Regions from separate parts of the Mus musculus genome. Here region 2 is linked to region 1. The links are chromatin contacts, called in public HiChIP or PLAC-seq maps. All regions are on one chromosome and are shown on one strand. The core of a region is the stretch at or near the end of the contact, and the rest is flanking DNA. Distances in the headings are between cores, read along the strand shown. Region 1 holds the start of Dock6 (dedicator of cytokinesis 6). Region 2 has its middle 16 kb from the start of Rab3d.

Region 1 (6,235 bases), core at 1,660-4,159:
TAACTGGGTAGAAGTGCATGGAGAGGGGAGAGAGAGAGAGAGAGAGAGAGAGAGAGAGAGAGAGAGAGAGAGAGCAAGCCTACATACAGATGGAGGTCAGAGGTCAACTTCATGTGTCCTCAGGAACCATTCATCTTACTGTCTGAGACTGGCCTGGGGCTCTCCATCAGGACAGGACAGTGAGCTCCCGGAAGCCACCATTCTCCAGCCTCAGCTCCCGGAAGCCACTGTTCTCCATGCTCCCAGAGCCCCAAGGTTACCGCTAGTCCCAGCTATTTTGTACTCGGATGTCAGACACTGAACTCAGGGCCTCATGCTTGCATGGTTGTTTACTGACTTCATTATCTTCCTAACCTCCAAAACATCTTTTGAGACAGTCTTGTACAGTCTAGGCTGGCCCCAGTTTCACATTGTAACCAGGCTGGGCTTGTGTTCACAACCAGGCATGCATCATTATGCTGAGCCACCTCCATAGTTCACCCCCAAGTCTAACTGTTTTAGGTGTCCTGGTAGAAGACCTTCCCCCAGACCCCTGGGGGGTCCTCTGTGTAGCCCTGGCCATCCTGGAATGTGACCTGTAGACCAGGCTGACCTCAAACTCACAGATCCACTTTGCCTGTGCCTCCCAAGTGCTGGGATTAAAGGCATTTGCCACCATTGCTGGCAGAAGACATTGCTAAGAACAGAGATAGTCTGCAAAATGGCTCTGCAGGCAAGGGCATTTGCCACCAAGTGTAATGACCTGAATTTGACCTATGCAAAGGGGGAGGGATCGATCACCACCCTCAAGTTGACCTCCAACCTCTCACCTGTGCTGTGACACGTGTGTACACACACACACACACACACACACACACACACACATCATGCAAGAATAAGTGTCGTTTTTTAAAAGCAGTACCACACTGAATTGAATTGACTGGGTTTTAGAAATCAGGCTGCAAGTGCAACAAGAGACACTGTAGCAACTGTGGTGCTCCTCCCAGGCTGGCAAGGGTTACTGGGCCTATCGTTATAACAGGGAAGATGACAAGCCAGACACAGGGGCTGGAGAGATGGCTCCAGCGGTTTGGTTTAGAGCACTGACTGATCTTCCAGAGGTCCTAGGTTCAATTCCCAGCAACCACATGGTGGCTCACAACCATCTGTAATGGGATCAAATATCCTCTTCTGATGTGTCTGAAGATAGTGTACATACATAAAATAAGCAAAACTTTAAAAAGAAAAAAAAGCCAGACTCAGAACTCATATAACAGGGAGCAGAGACAAGAGGATCCCCAGGGCCAGTTCCCTGACCAGTTTATCTGGAGCTCCAGATCCCAGTTGAGTGAGCCTGCCTCAAAAATGAAAATAGAGGGAGGCTGGCAAGATGGCTCAGGAGCAACTTGCTGCTGAGCCTCCTGAGTATAATCCCAGGAAACCAAGTGGAAAGAAAAGGCTCCTTCCTACAAGCATCCTGTCACACACACACACACACACACACACACAACGAGAGTGGTATACACATGTACACACAGTAAGTGAATGCTAGGATAGGGTGAGAACCTTTCTCAAAATAAAGCAAACACAAAAGCAAGGTGCTGTAGATGTGGTTACCATGGAAACTGAGTGTGGCAGGGGGGGCCAGGAGTTCATGGCCGGTCTTGGCTACATAGTGCATCTGAGGTCAGCATGGGCTACGTGACCCCATCCCAGACTAACAAAACACAACAAAGTAAAACCAAGACTCCATTCAGTTGCAGGTTCATCTGGGGTTGTGGGAGAACTCAATAGGTAGGTGAATGTGCAGAAGCATCTATTTATCTACCAGGCTGCTTGGGAAATCTTGGGCTCCCTCACTACATCAAGGCCCAGGATCATTCTGCACATCTTTCCCACCTGAGCTAAAGGCATAAGGACTTAGGAGGCAAGACAACAAACAGAAAACTGCCCAACTGCTCTGCCCCAGATCACAACCCTCCTCTATCCAGAACTCTCTGTGGCTCTCACTTCACTTGGGGTCACAGTCAAAGTCCTTCTGGCCTACAAGGCGTAGGCCCTATAAAATCTATTCCTATTGGTCCCTCTGTGGCCCCAGGGCCTTTGCATTTGCTTCTTTCCTGGATGATGGGCAGATCTCTTCCTTCGCTCCTTTAGGTCTGTGCTTAACTCTACCTGGCCTACCATTGAGACCCTATCCTCCCTTTCCTGTCTTATGCATCCACACCATACCACGGACACATCTATGTTTGTCCCACCAGAGCGAAATCCAAGAATGGGGCAACTTTCTTGTGTCTCCATCAGGGTGGGACCCACAGAGTGGCTTCTCTCACCTAAGGTGGTCAGACAGGTCTCCAGAGGATCGGATACCTGGGATGATTTACCTGGGATGATTTCTAACCTACCCCAGATTTGAGCCTCTCTCACAATCCAGTGTCCATGGAAGGGGATCCCCCAGCATCTGTTGCCTGTCCCTCCCCTGTCTGCCCACCAGCTGGTTCAGTCCCCAGCCCCCTCGGCCCCCTCCCACGCCCAGCCGGTGCTGGGAGAGGCTGGGGCAGGAGACTGAGGGGCTATCCCCAGCTGTCCCCAGCTCCAGACAGCTGGGTCCCGGGACCCTGGGCGGGGGAGGGGTGCGAATTTCCCCAGGCTGGTGAAGGGAAGGACGGCAAGAGGGTCCGAATGCAGCCTAGCACTCTCGGAGCCCGGCCCGCACGGACCCGGGATGCGCTTCCTCCTCCGGGAAGTCCTCGGGGAGCCCGGCACGCCCCCGCTGCCCGCCATCTCCAGCACTCGCCCGTCCCGCCCAGAGTGGCCGTGACCGCGGCCGCTCTCACTACCTGTTGATCTTGTGAGCGAAGGCGCGGCGCTCCGAGGCCGCCATGACGCCCCGCGTCCCGCCGCAGCCTCCCGAGTCTGGGCAGCCGGGCTGGGCGGAGCAGGCGCGCGGGAGAGGCGGGGCCTGTGCTGATGGGGCGGGGCCTGCACTTCGACCCGCCCCAGCCGCGGAACCAAGACGGGAATGACGCGGGGTCTTCTCGGGGCGTGGTGGCGAGGCCGGGCCAACTCTAGGATGGGGAGGAGCCTTCTCTGGAGGGGGCGGGGCTTTCCCTAGATAGGGCGGAGCCTTTTCTGGGATGCCGTGGGGCCAGCATTGAGAGTGGGACAGAAATACTGGGGATGGGGAGGAGACAGCGCTGACAGGAGGATGGAGCAGGCTGTGATCTGGGATGTCGCTGCTCTAGGATAGGGACCGGGACAAGGCTGGAGAGATGAGGATCTTTGTGGGCGTGGCTTATGAGGGACGGTCCTTGATGGGCGGGACGTTGTGAGTGGCTCATCTCTGCGATGGGCTAGGGAGCTGGGGACCAGGCAGAGCAGGGCATGGGGTGGGTGTGGAGCAGGGGCAGGGCATGGAAGGGAGTGTTCCCCTCCCACTGGGGTCAAGATGGGGAAACTGAGTCTTCTGTTGGGCTGGGAAGAAAAAATACGGAACATCAAAACCTGTTAGGTCAGCCGGGCAGTGGTGGCTCATGCCTTTAATCCCAGCACTTAGGAGGCAGAGGCAGGCTAATTTCTGAGTTCGAGGCCAGCCTGGTCTACAGAGTGAGTTCCAAGACAGCCAGGGCTACACAGAGAAACCCTGTCTCGAAAAAACAACACAAAACAAAACAAACAAACAAACAAAAAAGTTAGGTCCTCACTAGTCCCGGAGGCACGCTGCCTAAAAAACAACATCAATGTCACACAATAATTACTAAGGTTTTGTTTATAGTCGCTCAATGGACATAGGTGGGAAGAACTGTTGTTTTCCACTACTGACAAGTGGGTTAACTGAAGCCTAGCAGTGTGGAGGCTTTTACATAGTAGGCCTCAAAAGGTGCTCAAGGGACTTCCTGCCAGTCTCTGGGTTGCAGTAGAGAGGTGGATGAGTCCAGCTAAGCTCAGGGGTGTCACTCTAGGAGGTGTGACTCAGAAAGCCAGTATCGATACCTGAGCGAGCCAGTCCGGAAGTTTCTGATTACCTGAAGTTGTAGGATGTCTTCATTAATTTGTGGCCTTAAATATCTTCCCAACAGCTCCTTTCCCAATAACAGTTTCCTAGAATTTTTTCAGTCCTGGCTCATCTTTGGATATGCCAATTGTCTGCTGCCTCCACACCTTCTCCTGAGTAGCTTCAGCCCTCTGAGCAGTCACGGTCAAAACAGTCTTGGTAGGGTAGGCAGCTGTGCAGCACAGGACATGTCTGCCTCAGAGCTTTTTTGAGTGCTGCTCGTTATCCCACCTATGGATGGATGCTAGCAGGAGCCCCATCTACAGAGGATGAAATTGGAGCCAGAGGGCAGGGTGACTTGCCCCAGTTGCCCAGCAAATCTGTATCAGCTTCTGAAGGCACAGGAAGGAGACCTAGATGGTAGGGGAACCCCCTAGGTATCCATCTGCTCTTGATCTGTGTACACAGCTGTCAGGAGCCCACGCACCTACTCAGCGTGGTCCAGTGGCTTCTGCCTGGGAGATGCAGAATATAACTCCACCCACGACTGTGCTGGGCCACACTCAGTGTTACTCAGGTCCCTGCCTCTTCCTCTGAGGCCAGGTAGGGAACATGGAGCTGGATCCTTCCTGATGCTTCCATTGTGCACTGTCTTGGCGGCATCTGTGTCTCACCTATCCTTCCTTGTGCAGAGCCTCCGTGGCCCACCTCACTTGGGTCATAGTCCATCCCTCCAGGCCTTGCATAAACTGCCCTGTTACCACTCTGTCCTCATAGCCTCCCTCTTGGACTTCAGCCCAACTGTCCTCCTGCTTCCGACCCCTAAATATTCCTTTGAAACACTAGGATGTGGCCTACGCTTATTCCAGGACCTTTCACTGACTGTGGGTTCATCCCCTACCCTCTGCTTGTGAGTGCTAGCTAGCATGCTCTCTTTTACTTGAGAAACCCCAAGACTTGCCCTACTTACATAATGTATCCATGTCAGATTTAAAATGTATCCATATCAGAGTTAAGGTCTGGACTCAATGTATCTGTGTCAGATTAAAAATTGGACACAAAGAGCTTGATGCACACCCCCAAAAGAAAGATGTTGGGTTCCAATCCAGGCCTGGCTGTGTGACCTATAGATCAATTTCTCAACCTCTCGGAGCCTTGATTTTTCTCTTCTGCTCAGTGAGGGCTTCTGGTGAGTCACAGCACAACGCATGAATCTGTGTAGGGGGAGCAGGCCTCCAGAGCCCTGATTCCCTGGAGAAGCTAATAGGAGCCTAACCCCAGCCAGGGGACTTTCAGAGTGGCGCTGGTTTCAGAAAGGGTGGTTTCAAAGATCCCTTCGGGTTAAGATCGTGCCCAGCACCACCCAGGTCCCTGCCAGACCCGATTGTCAAGGCCACACCTCTGCATGGCACTGCCATGTCTGACTCAGCTGGGCGGGGTAGGGGTGCTCCTGCAGCTGCTCAGATTGGAGAGACTTTGGCCTCCACATGATGAGGTGTAGGTAGGGCTGGTACACCTGGGCAGAGGAGACTACCTTGCTTCCTTCTGGGAGACATGATCAGGACTGGATGTAGATGGGGCTGACAGGGAGGTAAGAAGGGGGTGGGTCCGCTGCCTTGTAGGCTAGTTCACTGTCTGTGTGAGAAAAGAGGGGTTGGAGACCTTCTGCTGGGCGTGGCAGGACACACACATCTAACTCCAGCACTTGGTAGGAGGAAGCAGGAGGATCTGGAGTTTAAGGCCAGCCTTGGCTATCTATTGAGGGATTTGAAGCCAGCCTGGGCTACCTGAGGCCCTGTCTTAAACAGAAGGAAAAGTTTTCCCTCCATTCATGCTGCTGTGCAATGCTGCTCCCTTTCCTGGAACACCGCTCCATTCACTGAGACATCAATAATTGGATTCTCCACATCTCTGGGGTGCCTAAGACCTGGGGCACAGCTGCTGCTAAAATGTCTAATTCTGGACTCTGCTCTCATGTACTCCTGACCTGCCAATAGTGTTCATTTGCTCCACGAGCTTGTGATGTGAGCCATTGTGGCATTAAAACATATCCAGGTGAGTCTAGAGAGATGGTTCAGTGTGTAAAGTTCAAGCCTGAGGACCCAAGTTCAGGTCCTACACACACTCATGTGAAAACCCGGCATGGTGAAGCATGTCTGTAACTGAACTGGGAGGGAGGCAGACACAGCAGGATCCCTGGAGCTCACTCTCCAGCCAGCCTGGCTGAATCTGTGAGCACCAGGTAGAGTGAGAGACCCTGTC
Region 2 (7,149 bases), core at 1,424-3,923, 49 kb after region 1:
ACGCATGCAGGCCATTGTAGGCAAGCACACGAAAATAAAACAAACCTGTGCCAGGCCTGATGGCCACCTTGTCATGTGGCTAGACAAGAGTGAGCCAGGAGGGCACGGGAGTTGTTGGCACAGATCATTTGTGACCTGTGGGGCTCAGGGAGAGATTGGGATTTTTATTTGTCACAGAAAATCTTTGTTTGTTTGTTTTTCTTTTTTTCCGAGACTGAGTTTCTCAGCCTGGCTATCCTGGAACTCACTCTGTAGACCAGACTGGCCTCGAACTCAGAGATCTGCCTGCTTCCACCTCCCAAAGTGGTGGGATTGAAGGTGTGCATCGACTCTGTGCAGCCATTTTTAAATTTTCTGAGCGACAGTGTCTCACTATTTATCCCTGGCTGGCCTTGAGCTCACAGATATCTTACCTGCCTTTGCCTCCTGAGTGTTGGGAGTAACGGCGCATACCTGGCTCCTTTTCCTTCTGATTTCAACTCCTTGCATAGCTCAGGATGATCCTGACCCCCTGATTCTCCTGCCTCCTCCCCAGCACTGGACTCACAGGCCTGCACTGCCACTGCAGCTGACAGGTGCTGGGGACGGAGCCTAGGCTTTACCCACGCTGGGCAAGGGCAATGACCACCGAGTCACATCCTCAGGCCCTTCTTTTTTGCTTTTTGAGACAGTCTTACTCTGTAGATTAGGTCAGCCCTGAAACCCCACATGTAGCCCAGGTTGGCCTCAAACCCATGGCAATCCTGCTCTACCCTCCTGAGTACAGAGATTACTGGTTGTGTGCTGCCACAACTGGTGTCAGAACTCTTGCTCTTGGGGACCGGGGTGGGTCTCCTGTATCCCAGGCTGGCCTCATACTCACTATGTAGTTGGCGATGACCTTGAGCCTCGTCATCTTTCTGTTTCCACTCCCCAAGAGCTGGGATGACAGACATAAATCTCCCACCATGTCCCCATCCCCAGCCAGGGGTTATTTTGGATATGGCTCTGGCAGCTGAATGTCTCTGGATCTGTTTTGGTTTCTGGTGAGAGATTTTTGCTTAAGGTTGGGGCAGCTTTGCTGGAGGGCAGAGAGATGTGTTTGACACACAAGGACCTCAAGATGATGCCAGCCTAGCTCCAGATTCAGTCAGACTCCCTTCTAGTAACTAAGGCAGAGAATGGTAGAGCAAGACACTCCCCTGCCTCTGCTCACAGGCATACAGGGTGTGCACACACCATACACACAAGCAAACAGCCATGAAAACTGCTTTTTAATAAATCTGGCTTTGTTTTTTTTTTTAACATTACCTAGACTTGTAAGACAATGAATTATGGGGTGTGCTGCTCATATGGATCGAGTACTAAATATTAGAATATCCTCCAACTTTTTTGTTTCGAGACAGGACCTCACTGTGTAGGCAGGCTGCCTCAGAACTAGCAATGTAGACCAGGCTGGCCTCGAACTAACAGAGCTCTACCTACTTCTGCCTCTTGAGTGCTGAGAATAAAGGCTGTCACCACTACGCCCAGCTCTAACTTTTAAACAAAATCACAGGCTTTCCTTCTGAAAATCAATTTCTCATCTAAGCCCACTGTGGTGGCAGGTCCTGTAATCCCAGCACAAGGACACACAGGCACATGTTGGTGGCAGGTAGGTCTCTGAGTTCAAGGCCAACTTGGTCTACATAGTGAGTTTTAGAACAGCCAGGACTACATAGAGACCCTGTCTTAAAAAGTAAAACCACCCAACAACAGTATCAACAAAATTCAAGTTCCGAGGCTGTAACGTGCTTGCACTACAAGCATGGAGATCTGATTTGGGATACCTAGAACCCATAAGATAGACGTACCATCAACATGTTGTCTCAGACCTCCACATCTGAGTTGTGGCTTACCCGCATCCCCCAACCCCTAGTGAATAAATGAAATAATTTAAAAGTTAAATGTGTAAACTAAACAAAGACTCCAAGCATCAGTGTCTGACCTCCGTATTTACATGTACAAACATGCATTCCCGATGCTTGCACACACACCACACACACACAACAGAGGGCCAGCAAGATGGTTTAGCTAGCAATGGTGCTTGTTGCCAAGCCAAATGGCCTGAATTCGAGTCCCTGAATCCACATGGTAGAAAGAACTGAATGTCAAAGTTGTTCTCTGACCTCTGTCTACACTCATACCAGGAGACGTGCAAATTCACATGCTCACATACAGGAAAGAAATATTTTTAAAAGAAAATGTGATCAAAACCCAAATATGGTGGAATACACCAGTAATCCTAGGATTTGGGAGGGGAGGCAGGAAAATCACGAGTTTGACAGCTTGGGTTACAAGACTCTATCTAAAAACAAAATCAGTCTGGCCTAGTGGCCTATTTGGGAGGCGGAAGACAAGCAGATCTCTTGAGTTCTAAGGACCTCCTGGACTACATAGTAAATTTCAGAACAGCCTGGACACACAATGAGACCCTGCCTAAAATAATAAAATAACAGATTTAACACAGGAAAACACATCGTTCCCCAGCTGTAACCGCAGAGCTGAAGACTAGGGTTGAGAACAGTGGTTCCAAGATTTTCCTCTCGGTACATGCTTCTCCCATTCATGCTTCCATTTTGTAACCATTACCGGAAGTTAGCGAACACTGCCTTCTATTGGTACAGCTTTATAGGAAGTCATTGTATGGGATTCTGGGAAATGTAGTCCTTGAGCGGGGGCAAAGCGCCAGGCAAGAGTTATTGATTCAGATGGAGGCTTAGTCTAAGTATTAGCCAAAAGTTTCAGCGTACAGAGCTGCCTCTTCTCTGCCTCTTTCCTTCCCAGCTTCAGAGCAATGACCACGGATGAGGGCCACATCACTAGTTTCCGGGGGTCCGACGCCCTCTTTTGACCCTGGCTGCACTCATGGTGCACATATATACAATCAGACAAAACACTCATACACATAAAAACAAATCTGTAAAATAACTTTAAAAATATTTGTGTGGGGAGGCGGGCACTGTGAGAACAACATGCGGGAATCCCACCTTGTGGGTCTCAGGGATTGAACTCAGGTCATCAGGTTTGGCAGCAAAGCGCCTTTATCCACAGAGCCACCTTGGTAGCTCCATCCAGCTTGGTTTTGCTTTGGATATCCCTCCCCGCAGCTGCCGGGAATTCTTGCCACCTTTACTGCTGTTCATCAAGCCGGGCTGACAAAATCTGGCAAAAGGCAGGCCACAGTCCACCTGGCTGCTGGGGACTGAGTCTCCTCTTTTATTTCTCTGGGGCACTCACTGCTCTTTGGGGAGGAATTGATAATAAAATACTAGCAAAACGCTATCTGTCCCTTTGTCTTTCTTGGTTTTGGTTTTGCATTCCTGGCGATGATATGAACTTGAAACAGCTAAGTGTAACAGTGTGTGTGTGAGTCTAGGTTTTGTAATAATGAAATACCTGAGGGTGGGTGCTTTTAAAAGATTGATCTAATTCAGGCAGGGAGTCATGGTGCTTCCTTGTGCCTAACTCCTGGTGTGTCAGAATGCCCCTCTATGGTTAAACATCTTTAAAGTTACATTGAGGTCACTCCTCCTGTGGCAAAACAAAGGCACCAGGCACTCTCCCTTTCTCCCTCTGTACTCACCAACAAAGGCTTTCTGTCTTCAAAAGGCCTGGCGTCTTTACAGCATCACTTGCAGTCTGTCAAGGTAGGTTTGGTTTGTTGGTTGGTTGTTTTGTTTCGTTTTGTTTTGTTTTTATTACTGTTGTTTGATTTTGGTTGTTGTTGTTGTTTTGCCTGTTTGTTTGTTTGTTTGGTTTGAGACAGGCTACTGTGTAGCCCAGGCTGTCCTCAAACTCACAGACATCCACCTGACTCTGTCTCCCAGGTTCAACACCAGGCCGGGCACTCACTTGGTTCTGACATCCTCTCACTTTTATGGGGAATATATTCTACAGAAGGAAATACCAAAAAGGAGATCCAATCCAACTGATTTCAGAGTGAAATCAAGTTGTCACCTTGTCCCAGGACTACGTCACTCACCTCACAATTGTTTGTAAAAACATAATCTTCTTTATTTATTTGTGGTGTGTAGAGTGTGATAGAGTACCTTGATTGTAAAAACAGAATCCCCACGAGGTTACAGCTGGCCTTGCTCAACCATTACCAGTCAGCTCAGAGAGAAATGTCTTCTGAGACAGCCTGTCTCACCTCGAGCAAATAATCTGAGGAAGGAGAGACCACAGGCCAGCACACCCACCTCTTAATGAGCTCCCAGCCAGCTTTCCCAACTTGCAGGACCTCCATCCTGCGGGAGAATGCCTAGTCCTCTGTCTTTCCAGGTTTGAAATAAAGTCTCATCCTTGAGGTCAGATTTGGTTCCTTTCCTGCCTTTTGTCTCTTTACTCTCCCTGTTCCCATCCCTCCCCCCGCCCAACTAACAAAGTGCAAAGCTGCAAGGGGGGGAGGGGAGCCGGGGCACAAGCCCAGTGGGTTCTGGGTTTGGGGATTTATTTATTCACTTTGCTTATGGGTGTTTGCCTGAATGTATGTCTGTACACTGTGTCTATGCATGGTATTCATGGAAGTCAGAAGAGGGCATCAGATCCCCTGGGACTGGCGTTACTGGTGGTTGTGAACCACCATGTGGATGCTGGGAATCAAACCTCTGCAAGAGTAGCCAGTGCTCTTAATCACAGAGCCACCTCTCCAGCCCCTTGTGGTGTGGATTTTAGAATTTTTAAGGGCTACAAGAGTGAGACCCTGCCCCAATGGAATGTTAGGTCAGCACACAGGCCAGAGGTTCTTAACAAGGCCTTTTCTCTAAACAAAACTGCTATTAGCTTTCTGCCTCACAAAAGGTAACCCTAGAATCATTTAGGAACCAGATCAGTGCTAAGAGCTCCCAAAACACATTTGGCATCTTTGGCCTCTGTCAAGGATGAAGCTGCGGTTGTAAGGCACCCACCAGAGAAGACTGCAAAGTGGGTTTAAGCAGGCGGAAGTCTTTACTAGCTGGCCAGGGACTACACTGGGTGTTCAGGATCCTTGTGTAGCCACGAACCTTTTTCAGGGTGAGCTTTTAACCATAAAAACCATATTCTGGTTGCTATACTCAGTTAACAAGAACAGTTAACCAGAAGCAGAACTACGGAAGCCCAAAGGCAAGGGTTTGTACATTTAGAGACTTTTCTAGAATTCTGGGCTTTGATGGTTGGGTCTGTGTTTTTGTTTTAGCAGGTGGTGCTGTCCGAGTGCTGAGTTTTCTGGCCTGAGCGGAGCTTCCATCATGAAGTCAGTTACATTGCCAAGAGTCCTGAGGACATTTCTGGCTTTTAGTCAAGGAAGAAACTGGTCACTTTTCTTTGGGAATCTTTTGTTGTTGTTGTTGGTTTTTTGAGACAGGGTTTCTCTGTGTAGCCCTGGCTGTCCTGGAACTCACTCTGTAGACCAGGCTGGCCTCGAACTCAGAAATCCACCTGCCTCTACCTACCAAGTGCTGGGATTAAAGGCATGCATCACCACTGCCTGGCATTTCTTTGGGAATCTTTTTACCCTAAACTGCCTAGCCAGCTTCTATTTCCTTTTCTACCATCCCTCTTTCCTCTGAGAAGCTAACCCTAAATACCAGTACGGAATTGGGGCGATGTCCAATTTGTTTTGTTCAGGATGATTTTGGGGTGTTCAGTCAAACAGTTCTGGGGTCCTCTTCCAGAGGGTCGTTTAGATAGACTAAGTTTCAGATGTAGGGAGGAAAGTAAGCTCTTAGTGTCTGGAAAGTACTTTAAAATGTCCAAATCAAACTCCATTAGAGATTGTATTAGCGGAGTGAGATAAAAGATGTAGGCACCATGGCCGGCACAAGACCACTTTAATAAAAGACAGCTGGACAGCAATTGCATGCATAAGATAGTGCACCAAGTTAGTATCATCTGTGTGCACACTGCTAAACATCTGTGTGCACACTGCTAAACATCTGTGTGCACACTGCTAAACATCTGTGTGCACACTGCTAAACAAACATCTGTGTGCACACTGCTAAACAAACATCTGTGTGCACACTGCTAAACAAGGCTTTGAAAGTTCCTGGGTAAATCTTATAGAAACCATAAGACAGTCTTTTTCGGTACATGGAGACACTACCATAACTATGCTTTTGGTTTTGAATGAGTGTGGGGAGCAGAATCAAAGGAGCAACAGACACAGCCCAGCAGCATCAAGCTGATAAACTGATGCGTACAGCATCCATCAGAACTCAGCTAAGGAAACTGTGAACCGGTTGGAACTGGGCTGTGCTGGTGCCCGCCTTTGCTCAGCACTCGGGAGGGAGGGACAAGAGGATCTCCGAGTTCGAGGCCAGCCTGGTCTATAGAGCAAGTTTCAGGACAGCCAGGGCTACACAGAAAAATCCCGTTAAGTGTCAGCTTAACCAAGATGGTGGTGAAGTCGGGTGACGTACACCGTCTTTTTTATGGTGACATTAACAAAACACATGGTCAGTTTCTGCTTATGAGCTCAGCTCCATGGTGAAGTGAGTCCAGTCATTGTCAGGGATCCATATAATACAGATTAAATGTGGGCAGTTTCACCCATTCAAACAAACAAACAAACAAACAAACAAACCCACCTTAGATCGGGTAATATGGATATAGACGACATGGTACTTATGGCCTAGGTAGGTAGGCCCAAAATAGCAAAGGGACAGAAGAAGAAATTCCATGGTTTCAAACCAAGAATTTGAGTCCATATAGCTGAGCACAAACTGTAACTGTGGACAGGAGCATTGTGGTCTGGATCTTGTCTTTATTATTATTATTATTATTATTATTATTATTATTATTATTATTATTATTATTATATCTAAGTACACTGTAGCTGTCTTCAGATGCACCAGAAGAGGGCATCAGATCTCATTATGAATGGTTTTGAGCCATCATGTGGTTGCTGGGATTTGAACTCAGGACCCTTGGAAGAGCAGTCAGTGCTCTTAACTGCTGAGCCATCTCTCTAGACCCTGGACCTTGTCTTAACCTCCCCCCAGTCCCCAGGCACATGATGTTGCTTGGTGTCATTTTGTCCCACTCAAGCATGGTCTGTGCTGAGATCAGAAGGATCTGTAACTTTCCATGTGGCTGGAATTTAAGACCTTGAAGCAGAGGCCATGGAGGGATGCTTACTTGCTTGCTCCT

The links. HiChIP or PLAC-seq counts read pairs in DNA pulled down with a chosen protein or histone mark.
Region 2: an H3K4me3 HiChIP or PLAC-seq map of embryonic stem cells shows a contact between it and region 1, with 33 read pairs. The contact joins the enhancer-like site here to the promoter of Dock6 in region 1. A contact is called at or near these places in 9 of 39 promoter capture datasets (the 3T3-L1 cell line, 3T3-L1-derived adipocytes, the HPC-7 cell line and 4 more), 2 of 484 Hi-C or Micro-C datasets (granulocyte-monocyte progenitors and granulosa cells), 5 of 115 datasets of contacts at active chromatin or transcription factors (the 3134 cell line, bone marrow-derived macrophages and embryonic stem cells) and 1 of 9 other capture datasets (adipose tissue).

Annotation. Positions count from the first base shown.
Region 1 is chr9:21,849,726-21,855,960 of GRCm38.p6, forward strand. It overlaps Dock6 (dedicator of cytokinesis 6), which reads right to left and starts at 2,910. Exons shown (of 50, transcript NM_177030.3): 1 at 2,820-2,910. The coding sequence starts at 2,863.
Region 2 is chr9:21,899,003-21,906,151 of GRCm38.p6, forward strand. No RefSeq gene overlaps it. Among named protein-coding and RNA genes, the nearest start is that of Rab3d, 16 kb to the right of the region's middle. Within about 2 kb of position 2,674, at least 92 of the 459 cell types and tissues checked have an H3K27ac peak or open chromatin away from gene starts, as enhancers often do. A contact at or near this core is called in the HPC-7 cell line, adipose tissue, bone marrow-derived macrophages and 3 more, where this site is marked.